Regions from separate parts of the Mus musculus genome. Here regions 1 and 2 are each linked to region 3. Evidence: chromatin contacts called from public Hi-C and HiChIP or PLAC-seq data. All regions are on one chromosome and are shown on one strand. The core of a region is the stretch at or near the end of the contact, and the rest is flanking DNA. Distances in the headings are between cores, read along the strand shown. Region 1 has its middle 110 kb from the start of Gm42341. Region 2 has its middle 180 kb from the start of Mir7021. Region 3 overlaps Kazn (kazrin, periplakin interacting protein).

What was found. A called contact is a pair of places that touch in the nucleus more often than the background predicts. HiChIP or PLAC-seq counts read pairs in DNA pulled down with a chosen protein or histone mark.
Region 1: a contact with region 3 is called in a Hi-C map of cerebral cortex, with 1.9 times the contacts expected there. The contact joins two enhancer-like sites. A contact is called at or near these places in 1 of 484 Hi-C or Micro-C datasets (cerebral cortex) and 2 of 115 datasets of contacts at active chromatin or transcription factors (astrocytes and oligodendrocyte precursor cells).
Region 2: a contact with region 3 is called in an H3K27ac HiChIP or PLAC-seq map of VIP interneurons, with 8 times the contacts expected there. The contact joins two enhancer-like sites. A contact is called at or near these places in 1 of 484 Hi-C or Micro-C datasets (the HPC-7 cell line) and 3 of 115 datasets of contacts at active chromatin or transcription factors (VIP interneurons, astrocytes and embryonic stem cells).

Annotation. Positions count from the first base shown.
Region 1 is chr4:142,754,852-142,757,928 of GRCm38.p6, forward strand. No RefSeq gene overlaps it. Among named protein-coding and RNA genes, the nearest start is that of Gm42341, 110 kb to the left of the region's middle. Within about 2 kb of position 1,795, at least 32 of the 459 cell types and tissues checked have an H3K27ac peak or open chromatin away from gene starts, as enhancers often do. A contact at or near this core is called in cerebral cortex, where this site is marked.
Region 2 is chr4:142,955,703-142,958,729 of GRCm38.p6, forward strand. No RefSeq gene overlaps it. Among named protein-coding and RNA genes, the nearest start is that of Mir7021, 180 kb to the right of the region's middle. Within about 2 kb of position 1,524, at least 13 of the 459 cell types and tissues checked have an H3K27ac peak or open chromatin away from gene starts, as enhancers often do. A contact at or near this core is called in VIP interneurons, where this site is marked.
Region 3 is chr4:142,158,901-142,161,813 of GRCm38.p6, forward strand. Kazn (kazrin, periplakin interacting protein) reads right to left here. Exons shown (of 18, transcript NM_144531.3): 6 at 144-280. Among named protein-coding and RNA genes, the nearest start is that of Gm35581, 33 kb to the left of the region's middle. Within about 2 kb of position 1,376, at least 47 of the 459 cell types and tissues checked have an H3K27ac peak or open chromatin away from gene starts, as enhancers often do. A contact at or near this core is called in VIP interneurons and cerebral cortex, where this site is marked.

The DNA.
Region 1 (3,077 bases), core at 545-3,044, 600 kb after region 3:
CTGTGTAGCTATCCATGCTCTCAAGACAGTCACACTCATGAGACTCTCTGCATATTTTATCTCCCCCGACCCCACGTTGCCGACTGCCAGCCTTGTCTAAACACGGTCAAAAGAATGACCCATGGTGAACCATACCTTGGGGAACTGTGAGGGAGGCTCCAGGAAAACAAGGCAGAGGCCTTTTACCTCAGGTGCATTTTGTTCCCCGGACTGTTCTTGGATGTGACTTCATGTCTCCTGTGATAAACATTCACATTCAATTTATAAGACACATTTATCTTTGTTGGATCAAAGCTACAGAACCCAGTCCGGCCAGTGTACCCTGAATATGGTCTTCTGCCTTGCTTTCATGTTTTCCCAGATAGACTCTATAGCACATCCAGACAATTGCATTTAAATTGGTCTGTCCCGAAAAGGTTCTGGGAAAAGGCTGCTCTGCTAACATTTAGCATGTGCCTAGTGATGGTTATTTACATGTTTTTCTGACCTCATATAATCTTCCTTGGACCGTTGCTTTCTTTGTTTCGTTTGTGTGTAAAAGTACAGTGAACCTGAAGTAAGGCTGTCTCCAGTATCAGACTGTAGTCCATTCCACTCCTCCGGGTCCTCAGAGCTCAGGTCTTGTAGACACAGCTCTGCATAGGTCGATGAAAGTCGACAAGCCTCCCCCAAAGCTCTGATCAATGATGAACAGATCTTGGTATGTGTTGTTCAAGCCCTGTCCCGCATATCTAGACGAGCGCCCACACATCTTGAGACCTCCAGTGCATGCCTGTGAAACACAGCATCAATAGTTTTGCCAGGCAGAAGGACCACTGACTTCAGCAGCACAGAAACCAGAAACAGCAGAACAGCTAACCCAGGAAACACAAGAAAACAGGAAAGAGTTGGCACCTACCAACCACCTACAAAACGGAAGCACCCTCTTCCCCACCTCGCCCTGACTGTGCTCTGTGAAACCTCACAGTCTGTGACGAGAGCTCACTCATGAATCTAGGAGGACACAGACCAACAGCTCTTAATTCCCCAGGCCCGCTCAAAAGGTTCTAGGTCATCCAGAGTCACCCATGAGCTGATGTTGTCACTGAGACCTGAGAACTAAGTTCTTTAAAGTTGTCCCCAGACCTGAAAGCTGTTGTGCCTGGAGACTCACAGCCAAGGTTTCTTCTGGATCTCTATGGAAAAAAATGTTTTTAATTACACTTATTTATTTATTTATTTATTTATTTATTTATACTGTGTATATGTGAGTGTCCAAATGTCCAAGTGTCCACCTTGCAGGTCTCAGAATAGAAGCAAGTCTTCACAGCACAAACTGGTACCCACTGAGCTATCTCAGTGGCCTGCCCCCCCAATGCTTTCTCAACTGGAGAGAGGACATAATAATAAAATCAGTGTCTGCAGCTTGGCCAGGCTTTTCCATCTGCTCTAGAAGGACAGATATCCCCCCAGACTTACACAATCAATGTGCTGCTTCTAGAAAGTTCCTGAATCACAGCCAGCTCAACGTGATGTGGGAGACCCTGCCAGACACCTCAGGGAAGGATCTGGGGTGTTCCTGATGCTGAAAAGGCAAAGCACCCAACAGGATGCCTGCCAGTTCGAAAAGGGCAGCTGGAGGTGTCATGTACCCTTTGTCTACGTGCTGTGGCTGCTGTCCCAACGAGGCACAGTGAGGGCCTGTGTTAAGATTCATCAGTCCCAGTGGGGAGGACGAGGGTACAATGTACTCCCATAGAACACCAGGTCCTTGGCCTCAGCATCTCGCAGCTGTGTGCATCTGGAAGAGAGTGTCCTGAGAGCACTGCATAAACACAGAGCCCAGTGAGGAGTCAGATGCTGAGGGTGGAGCCAGGGCAGCTGAGGATGCTGCAGCCTTGCGAGCTGCCTCACAATGCAAACTGAGCAGACAACGTTGGCTTCTTTGTATGTTTATTTTTAACTAGTGTTCAAAATAATACGTTTCCTATGCGATTTTTGTGCATACTTAGTTTTGGTTGATTCTCCATTCCTCCACCACCCCCATCTCCCTGGCCTCTATCTTTACTGCATCCCTCCACCGCACACTCCCTTTTTCATATCCCTCTGGGTGCTTTTAGATTAAGTTATTTTCTGTGTATGAGTATTTGCCTGCATGCACATATGTGCACCACACGTGTGCCTGGTGCTCCTAGAGGTCAGAAGAGAGCATCATGTACCCTGGAATTGGAGTTGCGGATGGTTATTATCCACCATGTGGATGCTGGGAACTGAACCTGCGTCCTCTGCCAGGGTAGCAAGTGCTCTTAACTGCTGAGCCATCTCTCTAGCCCTCATGACCCATGTGTTCTATTGCCTATCTCACTCCTCCCGTTTCTCAAAGCTCTTTTTCCCCATTTCACAGGCCACCATCCCCCAACCATGAAGGTGAAGGACCTATGAACAGGAATCTTGTGACAAAAAAAAAAAAAAAAAAAATGGGGCGTGGTGGCACACGTCTTTAATCCTAGCACTCGGGAGGCAGAGGCAGGAGGATTTCTAAGTTCGAGGCCAGCCTGGTCTACAAAGTGAGTTCCAGGACAGCCAGGGCTATACAGAGAAACCCTGTTTCAAAAAAAAAAAAAAAAAAAAAAAAAAAACGAAAAGAAAGAAAGAAAGAAAGAAAGAAAGAAAGAAAGAAAGAAAGAAAGAAAGAAAGAAGGAAAGAAATCTTGTGACCCTGAAAAAGAAATCAGGTTAACACCGGCTGAAGAAATAACTGCCATGCTCCTCTGCTGGCAGGAGGAACAAAGTGAAGATGGCCATCCTTCCGAAGATTATCTGCAGACTCATTGTGGTTCCCATTGAATTAAATGTTGTCTAGGAGTTGCCTTGGTCATGATGTCTGTTCATAGCAGTAAAACCCTAAGACAGGCACCAACTGTTTATTTTGCTAGTGTTTAGATTTTAACAACAAAAAACAGAGCTTAGATCCACATCTAATGAGAGGAGGGGTTGAGAAACTGCAGCAGGGTTGCTGGTGAAGGTAGGGGTACCTGAAGATGCCTGGGGCTGGCTTACAGGTTCAGAGGTTCAGTCCATTATCATCAAGGTGGGAG
Region 2 (3,027 bases), core at 274-2,773, 800 kb after region 3:
GTTTTCGTCTGAGATACCTGTAAAAATCCAAAAGATAAAGCGGGTAGGTCATGTTTCAGTCCCAAGCCAGCTAGGGTTGGGGGTGGTGAGTTCCCTGGCTCTGCTCGCCATCACCGCAGTCCTGATGCAGAGGCAGACGTAGAAAGCACTTTGTTCATAACTAGCCGGCTACCTGCCAGAGCAGAGGGTGAAGAGCAATAACAGAACAAGTCTAAGCTCCCAAACTGTTCTTTTCCTGTTGCTGTGATAAAATAAAAAACACCCCCAGAAAACCAACTTAAGGAAGAAGAAGAAGTGGATTCTAGCTCATAGCTCAAGAGTACAGCAGGAGCTTGGAGAAGCTGCTCACGCCACATCAACAATCAGGAAGCAGAAGGGGCTGAATGCCCACTGCTGCACAGTCCCCCTTCTCCATTTAGAGCCTTCAGGATCCCAGTCAAGGAAAGGGGCTGCCCACGGTGGGTGGGTCTTCCCACCTCAACCAACCTAACCAAGATCATCTTCCACAGGCATGTCCTTGTCCCATGACTCTGTCAAGTTGACCATTAACACTAACCATCGTAAAGAACACATGGCTCTAAACAGGGGACCTCAAGCTACACATAAGCAGGTCCCTGACACACACAATGCACAACACTCCAAGCTGGATAATGTGTGTAAATCTGTGCCCATGCACTAAGCTCCCCTCAGCTTCACTTTCCTCTAGAATGAAGAAACAAACTGACTGGAGACAGGGCAGAGATCACCTACATCTGGTTTTCGAGACACTCATCATTACCATAAACAATGGTACCCCAAAGTACAGAGAGAGAGGCTATAGTATGTGCTCACAATCCATGGGATACTTCCAGGGAGACTAGCCAGATTCCCAGGGAGCTTGGCAGTCTGTGCACCTCTCTGGTAAGCAGCAGATACCAGCAACATAATCTCCTTGGAAGCGACCAGTGTTCCCACCATCTCACCAAAGACAGAGGATAAAGGAAGGCAAAAGTTGCCTTCTAACCGAAGGTCAGATTAACTCCCTGGCACACCTGGTTCTTCTCTACCACTAGCCCTGCACAGTCGCAGACGCCATTGAACAAAATGGTTGGATGTGTCACACACTGTTACATTATTAACAGTCACCCCTTGTCTTCCCAATATTTTGGCTACATTTTTTTATTTCAAAAAATCCAAACAGCTATAATTATAAGTTAACTATCTGACAAGACAGCTGACTGTGGCCTGTAAAAAGCAATTATTTTGACATTGATTATTTTCTACATGGGAGCAGAGTATCATAATTGTAGTTTGCTAAAAACGATCGCCACCTTCTAGGATGCACTCCTGATTTGGCTGGAGTTAATTAATGAGTGTTGTGGTGGGGTGGGGGAAGGTGAAGCCGACACACCATTTAACATACAAATTAATTGACATGAAATAAATTAATACGTTTAATTTAAATGTTATTAGTCTACCAAACAGAGAGAAACAGGCAAGGGGCTTCCGGATCCACGGCATTAGCATCAGCTACAGGGATGTCACCCAGTTACCATGGCAACTGCCTCATTAGGCTTCCCGGGGAAGCCACCACATAGATAGCATGGGGCTCAGGAACAGTGGGCAAAGGATTCCAGACATCAGATAGAAATTCAGAAATGCCAACTAGAAGAAAGCAGTGCTTTGAGGGTGGAAGTGGGAAGAAGCTGTTTATGTATAGGTGACCCGGGCTCCAGCCTGCAGCCAGAAAAAAAGGAAGGAAGGAAGGAAGGATGGATGAATGGATGGATGGATGGATGGATGGATGGATGGGTGGGAGGAAGGAGGGAAGGAAAAGGACCATCCAACATTTTTTGAGGTAATGGGGAAGCAGACATCATACAATATCAAGGTGGTTTGTGGGGAGAAAGGCAGGGCTTGCTCGGTAAAGAGCTGGATCTGCAATCACAGGCACCTGAGTTCAGATACCCAGCATCCCTGTAAAGAGCCAGATGCAACAGTGAATGTCCACAATCCCAGCACTGGGGAAGCAGAGGTGGTGGTCCACTGGAGCTCACTGGCCAACCAACCTAGCTGAACTGGTGAGCCCCAGATTCAGTGAGAGACCCTGTCTCAAATAGCAGACATAGGGGTTGGGGAGTTTTCTTAGCAGGTAAAACTGCTACCCAATGCAAGCTTTTCAACCTTAGCTCAGTCCCCAGGTCCCAGTTAAAATTCCAGCCAGAGTGGTGTGCATCTGTAATCCCAGCATGCCCAAAGCATGCCCAAGGAGAAGAGGGGAGGCAGAACCAACCAGAAGCCTTAGAGGCAGCTAGCCCTGAGTAGAGTATGGGTTGCAGTCACAGAAACAAGAGAGACCCTGACCCCAGGAGTTAGGAGAAAGCCAACCCCTAAACGTTATCCTCTGCTTCTAATTACATGTCATGGAATTTGTGTCACATGTTCCCTCATTCTCTCTGTTTCTTTCTCATACATACACAAAACAAATAATTAAATAAGGGCAGAAAGTGACTGAAGAAGATACCCAACATCAACCCCTGACTTTCACAAGTACACTGACACGCATGCAAACACACACACACACACACACACACACACACACACACACACGGAATAAGTGTAATTTTAAACGTATAAAGAAATTTGTTGGAAAGCTAAGCAACCATTGATGCAGAGAGAGAAGAAGATGCAGAGAGATAAGAGCCTTTGCCCATCCAATATAGCAGCCATTAGCCATTTGGCTGTTTCCATTTAATGAGAATAGCACTAGATAAAATAAAAGTTCAATTACTCAGCCATCCTCACTGCATTTCGCTGCTCAATAAACACACATGGCAGCTTGCAACTATACTGAGCTCTAAACTCAGAATTCCAGGGGCTGAATGAAGAGATGGTTCAGGGGTTAGGAGCACTGGCTCCTCTTCCAGAGGAAGCCATGCTCCTACAGTGAGACGCAAGGTAGAGACAGGAGAATCCCCACAAGGTGCAGTGTGCAGCAGGGAACAGAGACTTTCACCAACACCAACAAAGTGAAGACGGGGACTAATA
Region 3 (2,913 bases), core at 126-2,625:
AGAGACTACGCTTGGCTAAGAGCCTTGAGATGAGATTGTGAGCGGAGAAGAGATTGTGTTTGTCTGAGAGGGGAGGGCAGGAGAAAGGGATAGGAGAGGGACGGGGGTGAGAGGGGAGAGCAGGGGTCCAGGGAGACACCGACCTTGCGGTGCTGCTCATAGTTGCGGATGAAGTCTCGCAACTGCTCCTCGCGGCTCTCCAGCGTGGCGTACAGCTGCTGCATCTGGCTCACCAGGTCAGTCTTCTCGCCCTTTAAGCGCTTCCGGTCAGCTTTCATGGCTGCGGACAGGACAGAGGATTAATTAGCCCCCGATACTCAAGCCATTCCTCTGGGTGTCTTCTGTCTAGATGAGAAATGGTGTCTGCCCAATACAGTGTCTCTCCTGGATCCCCACACCACTGTGGTGTCCCAGGCTTGCTATGTGAATGGCTCCCTTTTCATCTCTCTGATTTGGCTATCAACAATGGAAGCCCTGCTGGGCTAGAAGGCTAGCATCGGAGGGGGACTCATACTCAGAACCCTGTATCTGAAATGAGCCCCAAGGTCAACCCACTGAGCCCACAGAACAGCTCAGTACCCTCCAAGACTCACTCATAAGTCCCACTTGATTATTAGCATGTAGGGCTCAACGACATGCAAGATAAGACACAGACGATCTGGACCACACAGGATAAACTGGACTCCGTCAAATTAAAAACTCTGCTTCACAGGGAGACATGGAGAGCAAGAAAAGACAGCTCGCAGAAGGGAGAAAATACCTGCGAGTCCCTTATCCAATAAGAGACATCTAGAATATAAAAATAAGTCAGAGGCCAGCAGGACAGCTCAGCTGGTAAAAATGCCCAGAGTCAAGTCTGACAATCTGAGTTCGATCACCAAGAACCCATATATAGAAAGAAGAGCCTACTTCTATTAGCTGTCCTCTGACCTTCATAGTTATCCTGTGATATAAACGTGGTGTTCATACACACACACACACACACACACACACACACTCAATTAAATTCAATAAAAAAAAACTTTAAAAATAAATTCTCATAACCCAACAAAACAAAGACAACTGTTGGGGCTAGAGAGATGGCTCAGTGGTTAAGATCACCTGCTGCTCTCGGAGAGGACCGGAGTTCATTTCTCAGTACCCACCAGGCAGCTCACAACTGCCTGCAATTCCAGCTGCAGGTGGGGGCATCTGAGGCCACGCCACCGCTACACACAGAGAGCCTCAGGGAACCCGGCACAGTGGGGACTCCAGGGCTGGTCGGCATTCAGAATTCCAGCTTTGAGCCTCCCAGTGAACCCAGCTGACTCTGTCTTCTCAGCAGCCAGCTTGGCTGCACGGCAGCTGAGATCATCAGGGCTGGGTTTCTAGGCCTACTGAGCTGAAAGCTTGCAGGGTGGAGCTGAGGACACAGCCAGGCCAGCTCTCCAACATGGCGCAGCCTGTTACCAGGGAACCTGCCTTAAGAAATTCAAACATCCAGGAAGGCACAATGACAGAGTGAGCGAAGGCCCTTGCCAGCCCGCCTGATGACTCAAGTTTTCTTGCTCTCCATGTCTCCCTGTGAAGCAGAGTTTTTAATTTGACGGAGTCCAGTTTATCCTGTGTGGTCCAGATCGTCTGTGTCTTATCTTGCATGTGGGGCACACATGGTGGGAGAAAAGTGACTCCTGTAAGTGGTCCTTGGATTCCTTGCACATACGCTACAAATAAATAAAAGACAACCAACCAACCAACCAACCAACCCAACCGAAACGCCAAGATCCAACAAAGATCCCATATCCAGTCTGCAAGCACCCTCCATGCAAGCCTGGGCCAGCACCATAGGGCATCCACCGCCGCCATTCACTGGCATTTCAGATGCATTTTTATAGAGGTGGGCAGGCAGGTCCTCTTATCCCATCCTGGAGGGGGCATTCTGGCCACACAACCCATTAATGGCATAGCTGGGGAGCACCAGGCTTACAGACTGGCAGGTGTAACGGAGATAAGAGGGTCTAAGGAGAAGGGACAGAGAGTCCTTGAAGACTTGGTCGGTGGCCCCAAGCCTTACTACCTTTGTCCTTGTGGTTGGAAAATGAACCCCTAGTGTACTGGCTGGTTTTTGTTTGTTTGTTTGTTTTGTTTTTTAAGGATTTATTTATTTTATGTATATGAGTACATTGCAGCTGTCTTTAGACACACCACAAGAGGGCATCAGATTCCATTACAGATGGTTGTGAGACACCATGTGGTTGCTGGGAATTGAACTCAGGACCTCTGGAAGAGCAGTCAGTGCTCTTAACCTCTGAGCCATCTCTCCAGCCCTGTACTGGCTGGTTTTATGTATCAACTTGACACAGGCTGGAGTTATCACTGAGAAAGGAGTTTTAGCTGGGGAAGTGTCTCCATGAGATCCAACTGTGGGACATTTTCTTAATTAGTGATCAAGGGGGTAGGGCCCCTTGTGGGTGGTACCATTTCTGGGTGGGTGATAGTCTTGGTTCTCTAAGAAAGCAAACTGAGCAAACCAGGGGAAGCAAGCCAGTAAAGAACATCCCTCCATGGCCTCTGCATCAGCTCCAGCTTCCTGACCTGCTTGAGTTCCAGTTCTGACTTCCTTGGTGATGAACAGCAGTATGGAAGTGTAAGCTGAATAAACCCTTCCCTCCCCAGCTTGCTTCTTGGTCCTGATGTTTGTGCAGGAATAGAAACCCTGACTAATACACCTAGGATTCTGATTTGTTGCATCGTAAGTCTTACCCTGTGAGAACCAGTCTTTGCCCTCAGGCGCTTAGAGGCTCACCAGCGTCAGGATGCCTTGAGACAGGAAGGACCCCATGCCCCTGTGTCTGAGGGGCTCCCCATGATGTGCAACCCAAGTCGTTCCCAACTCACGGGAAGTGGGTACCCGCTCTAAGGTCCTGGGCCCTG